Linked DNA regions of Mus musculus: region 1 is linked to region 2. A link is a contact called in public Hi-C data. All regions are on one chromosome and are shown on one strand. The core of a region is the stretch at or near the end of the contact, and the rest is flanking DNA. Distances in the headings are between cores, read along the strand shown. Region 1 has its middle 15 kb from the start of 3110040M04Rik. Region 2 overlaps Gm36139 (a long non-coding RNA gene).

The links. Hi-C and Micro-C count contacts between places; a contact is called where the count stands out from the background.
Region 1: a contact with region 2 is called in a Hi-C map of liver, with 2.8 times the contacts expected there. The contact joins two enhancer-like sites. A contact is called at or near these places in 2 of 484 Hi-C or Micro-C datasets (liver and nephron progenitors), 3 of 115 datasets of contacts at active chromatin or transcription factors (embryonic stem cells, extraembryonic endoderm stem cells and trophoblast stem cells) and 2 of 9 other capture datasets (embryonic stem cells and liver).

Annotation. Positions count from the first base shown.
Region 1 is chr1:151,217,341-151,220,040 of GRCm38.p6, forward strand. No RefSeq gene overlaps it. Among named protein-coding and RNA genes, the nearest start is that of 3110040M04Rik, 15 kb to the left of the region's middle. Within about 2 kb of position 1,436, at least 9 of the 459 cell types and tissues checked have an H3K27ac peak or open chromatin away from gene starts, as enhancers often do. A contact at or near this core is called in liver, where this site is marked.
Region 2 is chr1:151,127,004-151,129,766 of GRCm38.p6, forward strand. All of the region lies in intron 1 of Gm36139 (a long non-coding RNA gene), which reads right to left. Among named protein-coding and RNA genes, the nearest start is that of C730036E19Rik, 9.6 kb to the right of the region's middle. Within about 2 kb of position 1,263, at least 23 of the 459 cell types and tissues checked have an H3K27ac peak or open chromatin away from gene starts, as enhancers often do. A contact at or near this core is called in liver, where this site is marked.

The DNA of each region.
Region 1 (2,700 bases), core at 186-2,685, 91 kb after region 2:
GGGAAGGAAAAAACAAACAGGAAAATAGAAGACATTTTGAAAAGATAAAGCCATGATAATTCAGGAATGCTGTGGATGGGAGAATTAGTAGACAAGGACATTAAAATAGCTACCAAAAGCCTATTCCCACCCCACCCCCCTGCTCAAAAGTTAAAAGGAAGCAGTGGGGTTAATGGTAAGGAGTAGCTAAGGAGATGCAAGAGGGTGTCATGACACAGGGATGGCTAGCTCTGAATGGTTTCACAAAGGCAATGTGTGAGGCGAGGAGAACAGCCAGAGGGACTGGCAGCCATCTAGACACTACCTTGGTGTAGCTGGTGATGTAGAAGTCACAGCACAGAAAACTATGTACAAAAGAATCCAGAGAAGAAACACTGGGGGGGGGGGGGTGAACAGAGCACCAGTGAACTATGGGGCAAGTCCTCTCACCCTAACACCTGTGCAAATAGAGTCCCAAAGGGGCCAAAACTTACTTCAAGAAATAATGGCTGAAAACATCCACAGTCTTGAAACCAATTAAATCTTTAGTGTCACAATGCTGTAGCAGTTCCCCAAAGAGAAACTCACTATGACTGCACTAAGCATCCATGCTTGAGTAGTGAACCTACCTAAAGTTAGTGGTGACCAGATAGCCAGGAAGCCTACAGAGGAAGGCTCGCTAAGGAACAAAGAAAATGGCAGCTGACTTGTAGCCAACCAGGAAACCAAGGCACAATAGTGCAGTGTAGCAAGACTTCCTGGACCCAACGCACCCCAGCAGGGCAGCACCTTAAAAGCACTGAAAGATAAAAGAATCTGTCAGCCTAAATTATATACTCAGTAACTACAGCTTTCACATAGAAATGTAAAATGAAGGCATACAAGCTGAAACCATTCCTCAACAGTAAAACTGCCCAACAGGAAATGTTAAGGGAAAGTCTTCAGTCAAAAAATAATAGCAAATGAAATCTAGATCTATCAAATGAGTAAGGAACATAAAAAGTGGTAATTAGGTAAGGTCTGGGAGAGATCTTGTTATTTTTTCTCACCATACACCACTCAAGCCCTCTTTCATTTATTATTGCTATTATGGTTTTTGAGACAGGGTTTCATGTAGCCCAGGCTAGCTTCAAACTTTCTGTGTACCAAAGATGGCCTTGAACTCTGCCTCCCAAATACAGAAGCTACAGGGCTGTGTCACCAATACCACTTGGAAACAAAGAGAGTTTGAAAAAGTAACTCTTGCTTTCTGTCTTCGTGGAGCTTAAAACCTTATTGAAAATATCAATGGACCACTCATCTGAAAATTTCACTCACATGCAACAACGTGTTCTATTAAAATAAAAGGCAAAGTTGGAAGTATTGATTTTGTCTGATCACCAACTGTATCGGTGAAGACAAGGCAGTACCTCTGGCCCAGGATCACAGTGCCATCCGTGTCACAGGCTGGCATGGTAAATAAGTGTTACAAAAGCAAACACAGTCTATCTCCAGTTCACTAGGTTTGTGATAGGAAACACTGCACTATTCATATTTGAGTTTTGACTGCATGTATTTCTACAATTAAGGTTTATACTGGTTAGGTAACACTCAAATTTTAGTAATAATTCTTCTTAACTAAAACAGCAATGCTACCTTTTATTCATAAAATCTTCCTTCCTCATGTTTGAAAGATTGGGAATACACATAAAAATAACACATCAATGTACCTAAAGGATCCTTCAAGAGAAAGTCAAACCAAAGATTACGGCATTATCATAATTACAAAGCAAATGAGTCACGAAAGGAAGCTTTTATGTTCTTGTTCTTTTGATACTTCACTTTTGTGCCATTATATGTATTTTTCAGTGCATAGTTTTTAACTTTCTTATTTTTGAGATTATAATATAACCACATCATTTCTCTCTTCCCTTCCCTCCCACAGCCCTCTACTTCCTCTTTCAAATTCATGGCCTCTTATTTCATTAACTGTTGTTGCGTGCATGTTTATATAGTGTGTTTAATAATAAGAGCTTACAAGCATATCCCTAAATACAACCCGCCCAGTCAAAATAATGTTATTTGTATGCATGTTTTCAAGACCATCTGCTATTGGATAACTGGTCGGTGTGCTCTTCCCTGGGGAAGACTATTTTCCCAGCATTCCTCGGAGCCTATAGTTCTTTGAGTGGGGCTGAAGTCTTGTTGGGCTCTTTTTAATTGTAATGAGGTTATATGTCAGGGAGGGGGGGAATTAAATTTTATTTACATTAAAATACAATCTGCCACAGAAGTGGTAACAGTATAAGTCTATTTAGCCAAGTTAGCAAAAATGAAATAATCTGCCTTCTGATTTGCCCTTTCTTATCTGGACAGCTACCAGTAGCCCCTACCACCACCACCACCACCACCACACTTTCAGTGGATAGTCCTACATTATCTTTTCTTTTGGGGAGTTCTTTTGGGGAGGCTTCTTACTGAAGCTATTCTAAATTTTGTCAAGTTGATACTAAAACTAACCATCCATCATAAAGCTATTTCCATATTGTCAAATTAACTCCTCACATGATAGATAGTATGGGCAGAATTATGCCTCTTCCATGTCCTGAAAAACAAAAAACAAACAAACAAGCAAAATCTTCTTAGGTTAAATACTTTCCTCCAAATTTGATAGCATATGGTGTAGTAAACCAGCCCGCGGCCTACATGAACCAGGGATTTCTGGAAGGCAGGCTGGGGCTG
Region 2 (2,763 bases), core at 13-2,512:
AGAAAACAAGTACAGGTGAGAAAGCAGAGAAAATGCAGCCTTTCTATAGTGTTGATGGGAATGTCAGTGGGTACAGCCTGTGAGTGTTAGAGCTCAGATGGAAAGGTATCCTGGCAGTTGGGAGCTGAGGAGTCACACTGCACAACAAACTTCTCACAAGAGGTTTATTGGGAGGGAAAGACCCAGGAGGGCAGCTGCTTCTGCTCCGGCAAGAAGCAGTAGAGGACAGAGTTTATTATATAGGATTTCATGAGAGACGGAGCTTTCCAGGGTGGGGATTGATGGGATTAAAATCTTGAAAAGTCTTGAGCTGGGCTTTTTATTCTGTGGGGCAGGGGCTGAGCCCTGCCATTAGGGCAGAGTGTTTTGTGGGTGAAACCTGACAGAGGCCCTCAGGGAATGGGCCTGGCCAATCCTGTGCCTCAAGGGGCTTCTATAGCCACTATGGGAGAACATGTGGAGGTTCTCAAAAAAGTAAATATGTTTTTCCTAAAATTTAAAACATCAAAATGTTCTTCCCTTAAAAACCAGAAATCCATATCATCTTTATTGCCTGTGCATTTAACTTGGTATCATTTAGGCCTTGAAAGTGTTATATAGTATTTTTAAAAACAGAATGAGAATATATATATTTCTAGGTTAGATATCTTCCACCACAGCTGCTGAGCTATAAGGATATGTCTCACAAGACACCAAAGAAAACTTTTATCTCATTTCTCTATGCCTACAGTTAAGATCACTTTCAAAAAAACCAATACTGTTTTGTATTTGACTTCTCTGAATGGAACATTTATTTATGTGTTCTCTTGAAAAGGATTTTCCAGGGCAGAAGAATCACAAGTTCAAGACAAGGATACAGAGAGTTCCAGGCCCACCGAGACCAACCTGTCTCCTCACAGTCACTCACTGGGCAACTGACAAGAGCTGAACGTGATTTCCAGGGCAGATCAAAATTGAGAAGAAAGCCGTCCTTCCAAAATGGCTTAAGTGTTCAACTTCATAAATATAAAACATAGTAAGTGCTAGAAGCTGCTGGCCTTGTAGGAGAGGAAGGGAGAGGGTGGGAGGAGCTGGCAGGGAAGAAGTAAGACTCAGACAAACAGTAGTGATTCCATGTTCCTGAAATAAATTGTAGCCAAACAGAATCCTGAGTGGGTAGTCCGAGCCAAGTATCAAAGTGTACTGAACGTCCTAACCCTCGTGTGCACCTCTCATGAGGCCAGGGCTTAGGGTTTCTCCCAAAATGATCTTTAGATTCACAGTAGCGACACGGGCAACCTCCTGTCAACAAACAGTTGTGAAAATAGCCCTGGCCTTTATGTCTACTGGCCCATGTCCTCCAAAAAGTCAACATAGAGCTAAAAGCAAACAAGCACAATGCCAAGAAAAATTAAGTAACAGGCTTTTGACACACTTCAGACTTCCCATGTTTCACACATCTTAAGAAAATAATCTATCTTTATCCATAAAAAGCATTTATTGTTCTCCAGAAATAAATTTCTAATGTGGTATATTCATTTAGTGAAACATCTTTCAGCCTTATAATACATGAATACTTGCAAATATTTTTTAATATTATTATCAAGTTAAAAATGGCTGTTATATATCAGTGGAAATTGCTGAGTTATATTTTGAAAGGGGAAAACAATAAGATTATATATATATATATTCAAAATAAACATGTCAAAGGTATTTATTTAATGTATGATTAATTATTTGAAAAGAAAATACATGTTACAATAAGTTGAAAGACAAAATATATTTTCTTAAACCTTTATTATAAAAAATTTAGACATAAAAACTATCACACACCAATACTAACCAGCTCTAAAATCTATACATCTCAACGTGTACTTTTACATGGCTAGGATAGGCCTGCTGAAGCAATTGAATATATATTTTTGTGAACTTATCTACCATCAAAAACTAAAAATGCATGACAGAGTTAGAACTAGAGAAACAATTAGCTTTGCATCCTATTTATAGTGGAGTCAATAGGCTGGACTCAGTCCTTCCATGGAGAAAGTAAAGAACCATGACTCTACATGGAAGGAGTTAGTGTTGAAGGATATTTGCCCAGGCACAAAACCTGGCTTTCTTCTGGGAACAGAGTGACTGCCTATCCAGTGGACTGAAGCCACTGCAAGTTTAGAGATAACAACTGTTCACATTTGCAATAGTCAGTTATCTGCAAAGTACAAAGTTGAAAAAATGGCCCAGGCAGAGACAAAAGGCCACATCTCAGACCCATATTATTTCTGGTTTTCATTCTTTACCCCCCCACCACCACCACAAGGATACTTTATAGATATTTTTATCAAGTCCAAATTCAACATGCAAATGAGATTTTATCAGGGAAGAGATGAACTTTGGAGGGCCACACGCCATTGTAACAGCTAAATATTGTTTTCTACCCAAGATCCAATCTTTGTCTCCTTTGGGTAATTATGAATTCCATGACTTAGAAGACAGAGGATTTCCAGATAACCCCAACATTTGATTGAAAAGGTATCTTAGTTGTCAGAACAAATTATCCCCAAAATACTATAGCTTGCTGTGTGTGTATGCATGTATGTAAAGTGTATATGTGTGTATATGTGTATATGTGTGTATGTATGTGTATGTATGTGTGTATGTGTGTGTATGTGTATTTGTGTGTATGTGTATGTATGTATGTGTGTATGTATGTGTATGTTTGTGTATGTGTGTATGTGTATATGTGTGTGTATATGCGTTTTTGTGTATATATATATAAAATCAGTA